2 separate regions of the Lactuca sativa genome follow, and region 2 is linked to region 1. Evidence: chromatin contacts called from public Hi-C data. All regions are on one chromosome and are shown on one strand. The core of a region is the stretch at or near the end of the contact, and the rest is flanking DNA. Distances in the headings are between cores, read along the strand shown.

Region 1 (4,296 bases), core at 556-3,055:
GTTTCACTTTTTGGTCCACTTTCATCAATCTTGTCACCATTACTACTAATGTTTCTCTGTAAAGTAAATATTGATATAAAATTTAGCAACAATATTTTTATAAAGATTAATGATTAAAGATAGTTTACCTTGCGAAGAAGAGATGATTCATCTTGTGTTTGTGTTTTTAAAGATTCATCAGATGTTGTTTCTGATGTATTTTTGTCTTCATCATCATTATTGACATTTTCCAATATTTCATTTTTCTTATGGTGATGATGATGATGATGATGACCATGACTCCATGAATTAACTCCTCTTGACCTTTCTTCAACATACCTCACAATCTTTTCCACAAGAAGAAAAACAACAATTCCAACTGCAGTGAAAATGAGAGAATCAAGAACCCTTCCAGATATGATGAAAGTATTTCATACGCATTATTACTTACACAAAATGGATAATCCAATTGAGAGATCTTCAATGGAATGGGAATGCGAAGGGGAATGATCATGATCATGGGCATGGGCATCATCCGTATGGTTATCATGTGAATGAGAATGTCCACCACCTGATAAATATATTTAACTATTTACAACTCAAGAATGTATAAAGTTTTAAACTAAATTTAAAATTCATGTTTTACAATACCAAATGCATGTGGCAATTGATGAAGAAAAGCATCACCAAGCATAGCTCCTGCCTGCGAAAGGAAAATGGATAGAGAGATGAATGATTTAGCAATGGAAAACTTAACATGGGTAAGAGAAAGAATGAGAGATGAATAATCTTAACCCCAAATACAGCAAGTGAATCAACAAATGTCTTTGATGGTTTTCCTTGATCTGCAGGAATTCACAGAAATTGTGGAATGTTTAACTGGAAAACGAATCGAAATTATAGAAAGAAAAAGAAGTTGATGGTTAAGCAACTCACAGAATATCAATGGCAGTAGAATCAGACAAATAAGAGAAGCCAAGCTCACCAACAGTGAGCACCCCATTGCATGAATCCAAAGCCCTATCAGAGTGCAAGAACATAACGAGTATTTAAAAATTACACTCATGGAGTTTGCCACATAATGCCAACATTTATCATTAATCTTCAAAAATTTCAGAGAGTGAATGAACAAAAGCAAGGATGAACTAGGTTTTCAAACGTAACATTACCAACACCAGATAGCTCTGAATCTCCACCGTGATGATGATCATGGTCATGATCGTGGTGGGACACAAATTCCGATCTAAGATCGTCCTCTTCCGCCAGTTCTTCCGGCAGCTTTTTCCTCCCCAAATGATGATGATGATGATCATGGTGATGGTGATGGTCATGCGAGTGGTCACAGTTATGATGATGATCATGAGATTCATGAACCTCCGGCTCACTGGAGTGCTGACACTGTTGCCCGAAACTCGCTTCAAAATTAAACCCAATCGTCAAAACCAAGACGATAAGTAAACTACAGATCTGGTTTTTAGATTGACGAAGCGCCATTGTTATCGGCTTGTTGAATTGGATTCTGGGAAGGGTTTGTTCTGTTTTTTTTTGGGGGGGTTACCAGAATTTAAAGCGTGTTAGGTATTCTTCGGGAGCTTTCCAGATTAATAGTGTGTTAGGTTTGGGGCATTGGATTTCAAGAAGAGCGACGTTTGCAGGTGCCTTCGATGGTGATGAAACAAACAATAATAAAGAAGAGGATTATTATCCCGACGATGATGCCAAACGTTACTGCATCCATAAAATAAGGTCACCGACGGCAGCAACCGAAGGCATGTTTTTAGGAAGACAACCTCCGGCGAGTCGGCTTTCCCAAAAAAAAAAAAAAAAAAAAAAAAAAAGTCTTGAGTCTTGACTTGGGCTTGTGTAGGGTTGGGCTCCTTTGTGAAAAGAGCTTGACCCAACTTCGAAATGGCAAATATAATGTAAAAATCTATTTTAAGTTTTATATATTATTAAACTAGATTATAGTCCGCGTTAAACGCGGGAAACGCATAAAAAAATATATAATCGTTTATAGATATTCTATAATGATTATAAAAAAATATATGGTTATTGGTATTATTGAAATGTGTAGAAAATACATTGAAAACGATAAATATATATAATCATTAAAAAATCTCTTTGTAGACATCATTTTTTGTTTTATTAGTTGAACGACTTTCCTCGTCTCATATAGTTATGATATTTATATATTTATAAGCATTTTAATTAGACGTTCTTTACATAATAATGTTACATAATTTAAACATATATTGACAACTAATGTACTGTTTTTTCTATTGCATTAAATATTGACAACTATTTCATTTATTCAAATAAAGTTATGTAATATAATTTATAAAATGTTAAATGTTATATAGATTTAATTTTAGTATATCATCAATGTAGATTCTTTTCTAAATCATGATTGGTTTATTTTAAATTGATTATAAATATAAATGCTAGCTTTTATGTTTGTTCTTATTTATTTGGTGTTCGCAAGAACTTTGCATTAGTTTTTGGCACAACTTTGAATAATTTTAGTATATCATCAATGTAATTTGATATATCTTTCAATTATATGAAATATCAAATAATGACATTTCATTACTATTGTGATAATTTAGTTTATATATTGTATTTTCACTAATCTTAACGGTCTTATTTTTTCTAATAACCGTAACGCTTTTACTAAATGTACTTTTTACAAATCTCCTGATATCTTATAATTTTTATCTTACTTTATAATTTTTCATAACTATGTTATTTTCAAGATTGACTGCTTTAATGGTGTTTTTTTTTTCAGTCTATTCAATTTTATATTTCATTGTACAACATCATCGTTTGTATGTATTCTGAAATTTCACTTTAAAAATGCTTAATGTTTACACCTTGATATTAATTTTTTTAATAAACTCATGTAATAATTATGAAATATATATCTCATTTTAATTAACATTCACTTCCTTTATTATATCAATTTCCTCATTAAACGGATATACTTTTGGAAAATAATAATTATAATAGGGCAGCATTATCTAAGACGTAAATGTTTGATATACTTTTGGAGAAAAAAAATCAGGATCATTAAAAAAAATTTATATAAAGAAAATACAAATTTAAATTTGTTGAAATTATGGATGAAATTATTGGCGAAAATTTATTTTGGAGGGAGTTGTATTTTGTAAGGTATAATAATATTACAAAATTTGAAATATCTATATTTGTTGTGTAAATTAATAAATTTTATTGTTACTATACAAAGATAAAAAAGCAGGTTGATATGATATACAAAAACATAATAATTTCAATGATATTTTAAAATCATGCCAAAATTAACCGGATTCTTATGACATAAAAATTAAAAAAAAATCATAATCATCTCTAATATATAAAAGTAACATTTTCGTAATTAATGTCAGTTCCCAAGATAGTTAATTTTTGTTTTGTTAAAGGTACCTAATATCTTTTCATGTTTATTTGAAAAGTTTCAGAAAAGTAGTTAACTAATTTCATTTAATTTGTGACAAAGAAAATCAAAATATATGAATACATACATTTGATATAGGAACAAAAAATAATCTAAAAAAATATAAAAAGCGAAAGAAGGTACTGACCTTCTAGCGCACGAGAGCGAATGTTTATAGCAGAGAATGATAATGGAAATTATAAGCAATATTAACGATGTTGTAGGAGAAGGTTTGAAGAAAAGAAACGATTGAAAATAAATGTGAGTCGCGGATTCAATGATGAATCATATATATATATATATATATATATATATATATATATATATATATGTGATAATTTGAATATGATTTTTCGGTATTAATGATTTCCTAATAAAAAAAGATTTTATATTAATAGTTTACTAATATAAACGGATTTATATTAATGGTTGATATTAAGACATTGATTGAAATGATTTGTTAGTAATATGTTTTTAAAATTGACCATATTAAAATCTTCATAACTGAAAATTCAAGATGTAAAATATGGAAAACTTTTATTGGAATTAAATACATTACATTTCAACGAATGTAAGTTATTGATTGATGATTGGAAAACATTTATTGGAATTAAATACATTTCATATGGGGAAAATGATGTCAACAATTTGATCTAAGAGTGGAAAAAATAAGATTGAAATACAATTAATGGTCCAGATTATTTAAGATGATGTCATAAGGTTTCTCTTTTAGTAATATTTAAGATACTAGGTGTGTCTCATGAGTTTATTTAAAAAAATTAATATAAAATTTAAAATATTTGAGAAGTTTGAATTTATAAGAAAAGTAAGAAAAATATTGAATTATAAAAATTAAAGTGTTTTTTTTT
Region 2 (4,296 bases), core at 1,328-3,827, 160 kb after region 1:
CTGCATCAATACCGCTCCCATTCCTGTGATCAAAGCGTCATAGTACACCACGAAATCATCGACTCCCTCCGGAAAAGTCAGGATCATTGCCTCACATAACCACTGTCTGAGAGTCTCGAATGCTACCTGCTCTTAGGCCCCCAACAGAAGGTCACCGACTTATTGGTCAGTCGAGTCAAGGGAACAACGATCTTGAAGAAGTCCCAAATCAATCTCCGGTAATAACCTGTTAGACCCAGAAAACTACGAATCTCAGTTGGAGACCTCGGAATCTCCCACTGCATCACGGCCTCTATCTTGGCCGGATCGACTAGAATACCCTTGTGTTTGACAAGGTGCCCAAGAAATTGTATCTCGCGCAACCAGAACTCATACTTGGAGAACTTTACAAAAAGTCTCTCCCTCCTCAGTGTCTCTAGCACCCCCTCAGGTGCTCCTCATACTGCTTTTGAGTCTTAGAATAGACCAAGATATCATCGATGTAGACTATCACAAACCGATCCAGCATCTGTCTGCACACGAGGTTCATGAGGTCCATAAACGCGGCTGGAGCCCTGTGAGCCCAAACGACATCACCGCAAATTCATAGTGACCATAACGAGTCCTAAAAGCTGTCTTCTACATGTCCTCATCCCTAACTCGCATCTGGTGATAACCCGATCGCAGATCAATCATGGAGAACAAAGATGTGCCATGTAGCTAGTCAAAGAAATCATCAATCCTCAGGAGGGGATAACGGTTCTTCATCGTTACCTTATTCAACTCCACGTAATCTATACTCATGCGATGTGACCCGTCCTTCTTCTTCACAAACAGGATTGGGGCTCGCCATAGAGAACTGTTCGGTCTGATAAATCCCTTGTCTAGCAGCTCCTGTAACTACGTAGAGAACTCCTACATATTGGGAGGAGCCAACCGTTATGGTGCCTTGGCTATCGGATCCGCATAAGGGACTAGGTCAATCCTAAAGTTGAGTTGTCTCTCGGGAGGTATCCTAAGCAAATTCTCTGGAAATACATTCGAGTACTCTCGCAGTACCAGTACATCATCCACTGTTGTCCTACCCTTGTCCCGGGTATCCATAACATACGCGACGTAACCCACGCAACTCTGCTGAAGGTAGTGCCTCGCTTTCGCTGCTGAACACATAGTCGGTCCACCCTATGACCTCTCGCCCTAAATCAGTAATTCCCTCCCCCACTAGGAGTCTGAACCCTCACTAGCAGCTGCTCGCAGTCGATCACTGCCCCATTGGGGTTCAACTAGTCCATACCAACTATCACCTAGTTCCCTCTAAAGGGAATAGGGACCAAATCCACAGAAAACTGCTTATCAAACAACTGTAGTGTACAACCTCGGTGAACCCTCGCAACCTTAACGGTCCTGTCATCTGCTATCTCCACATCAAGTAGGCAATCTAGCTCCCTCGGAGCCCCTACGAATCGCTTTCTGAGCACGAGCTACACAAAAGATCGGGTAGCCCCCGAATCAAATAATACCATAGCAGATATACCATTCACAAGGAATGGTCATATAATGAAACACACAAACATAAAAAATAATCAATATAAATGAAGAGATAAGGAGAAGATACTTACCCGTCACCACGTCGGGAGTCGCTCGTGCCTCCTCTGCTGTTAACTGAAAGGCCCTGCTCCTAGACACAGGCGCCTCTGCCCGGCACTGACGGTCGTCCGTAATCCTCAAAGTAGTAGGAGCGGGTGCTGCCACCTGCCCTGCCGCTGCTAAACTCGGGCACTGACACCGCTTGTGTCCCCTTTGATTGCACTGAAAACAAATCAGGTCTGAAACAGTTGTGGTAGTGGTAGTAGTTGTACAATCTCTGCTCATATGCCCAGTCTGGCCGCACTTAAAGCAGCCTGAACTCCCTGCCTTGCACATCCCATCGTGCATCTTGCCGCATTTGCCACAACGGCTGCAGCCCTGCTGGCTCCTAGGTCTGTGATCTGACACCTTGGGCTTCTTGTCTGCACTCCTTGTCTGAACCCCCTCGGGTTTCCTCTTTCTCTCCATCTCTAAATTCAAACTCCCTCTCTCGAGCCCTAGCAATCATGTCCTCTAGCATCTTACAGCTGGAGCGGCTCACAAACTGGCGAATATCATTCCGCAACATCTCATGATATCATACATTTTTCATGTCCTCGTCCGTCACATACTGCGGAATGAGAAAGGCCCTCTCCCTGAACATGACGGTGATCTCCGTCATCGTCTCAATCGTCTGCTAGAGATCCTGAAACACTTAGCAAGTTGCTGCACCTCTATTACAGATGAGAACTCGGCCCTGACCTTGCCGAAATTCATACCCTAAGTAAACAAAAAAGAAAAGCAAAAACCACATTTTAAAACAAAACCTATAACTTTGTTAGGTTACATTAAGCATATTTTTTTTATCAAGAGGTATTTGACGTTAATTAATTATATCATGTTAAGTAAAAGAAGTTTACAAACCTATGTCTTTTCCATGCATAGACATCACCCTGTACGTCATTTTTATTGTTTTTATAGTTCCAACTTGCTTCCCTCTATAAAATAATAAAAAATATATTGAACAAGAAATGAAAGTAAAAAAATAACTCTCTCTCTTTCTTTATATTTCGTTGGATATTCTCTTTGTGAGATGGTTTCCATACTTCTCTCCCTTAATTCGTCTTGAAGATCACTCCCATTTTCTTTCAAACCATGCTAGGAGAAGTGAGTCTCTCTCTCTCTCTCTCTCTCTCTCTCTCTCTCTCTCTCTCTCTCTCTCTCTCTCTCTCTCTCTCTCTCTCTCTCTCTCTCTCTCTCTCTCTCTCTCTCTCTCTCTCTCTCTCTCTCTCTCTCTCTCTCTCATGCACACACGAATTCAACATGCAAATGTATATATTTACATAGATAACATATATTCATTAATTATGTTGTATTTAAGGTTACATGGCCACGATTGGTAGCAAGCAAGCTATTAAGGAAAACACTGGGATCAAACAACTTCGTTGCAGATTTTCCGGGAAACACAGATTCTTTTCTTAATCTTCCAACTTTGGATCTTGAAAACATCCCTAGTCCGAAGATCATCTTTACTGACCACGATGACACACAAAAGTTCAAGTAATTAAGATACATATACATAAAATTGTATAATTGAAGTAAATGTGTTTTTTGATTGAGAGTTGTATAATTAATTATGTTACTTTTTGTTGTTAAATTTTTAAAAGGGTCTTCGTTAGTACATGGAACGTTGGCGGTGTTCCACCTACCGAAGATTTGAATATCGATGATTTGCTGGATACATGCAACACTCCATGCGATATATATGTACTTGGGTATTCTCTTTTTACAACTAAAACACTTATTTTGATTTTATATATATATATATATATATATATATATATATATATATATATATATATATATATTGTATATAACAGTCTTACATATGGAACTAATCAATACCCTGATTAACAATCCAATATCTATGCATGCTGCTTTTAAGGTTTCAAGAAGTGGTTCCTCTAAGAGCCTCTAATGTTCTTGGATCAGATAAGAAGAAAATATCGATGAAATGGAACTCATTGATCAGAAGAAGCCTAAACAAGAAATCACATAACGTATCATACAATGACGATAGTTTGGTAGACAAGCAATGGAAATCCTTTCGTGGAAGAAAAGGAAACAAATCAATTATTGAGAGTGGAATGATCCAACAAGAGTTTCGATGTCTCATCAGCAAACAAATGGTTGGCATACTGATATCGGTTTGGGTTCGCAGTGATCTTCATCCATTCTTCCGAAACCCTAATGTCTCTTGCGTAGGGTGTGGCATCATGGGATGCCTAGGGAATAAGGTAATTTTTCTTTTGCTTTCCATAGACATCACCCCATAAGTCATTTTATGGAATTTAATTAATTCTCTATCACAAGTTATGAATAAATTTCACATCAAATTCCACGGGAAAAATACTGATCAGGTGGCCCAAGCATGCCATTAAGCATGGCTAAAAGAGCTTCATTCTTACTCCTTTATCATGCTTACTACCCTACGTACACTTGCATATTTTGTCATTACTCATAAAATAGGTTTAACCATGCACGTTTCTCATGTGAAGATGGACATATCCTGATTTTCATAACTGAAAAATGCAAAATCTTTGTTACTAAATCATTTATATTGAGATCCGTAAGGTTATTCAATAAAAAAAAATACCCATCCATCTAATTTGAGACTTGAATTAATCCATGATTATTTGTTTTATATTTTCGGCTTGGTGATATATGTTACCTACAGGGTTCAGTTTCAGT

What was found. A called contact is a pair of places that touch in the nucleus more often than the background predicts.
Region 2: a Hi-C map of leaf shows a contact between it and region 1, with 2.4 times the contacts expected there. The contact joins the promoter of LOC111891969 here to the promoter of LOC111891970 in region 1. A contact is called at or near these places in 3 of 4 Hi-C or Micro-C datasets (leaf and seed).

The regions. Positions count from the first base shown.
Region 1 is chr4:37,843,523-37,847,818 of Lsat_Salinas_v11, forward strand. LOC111891970 (IAA-alanine resistance protein 1) reads right to left here and starts at 1,806. Exons shown (of 11, transcript XM_023888032.3): 1 at 1,149-1,806; 2 at 916-999; 3 at 775-824; 4 at 631-682; 5 at 431-550; 6 at 129-358; 7 at 1-56. The coding sequence starts at 1,473.
Region 2 is chr4:38,004,302-38,008,597 of Lsat_Salinas_v11, forward strand. It overlaps LOC111891969 (type IV inositol polyphosphate 5-phosphatase 9), which reads left to right and starts at 2,578. Exons shown (of 8, transcript XM_023888031.3): 1 at 2,578-2,712; 2 at 2,927-3,105; 3 at 3,213-3,320; 4 at 3,491-3,842; 5 at 4,283-4,296. The coding sequence starts at 2,701.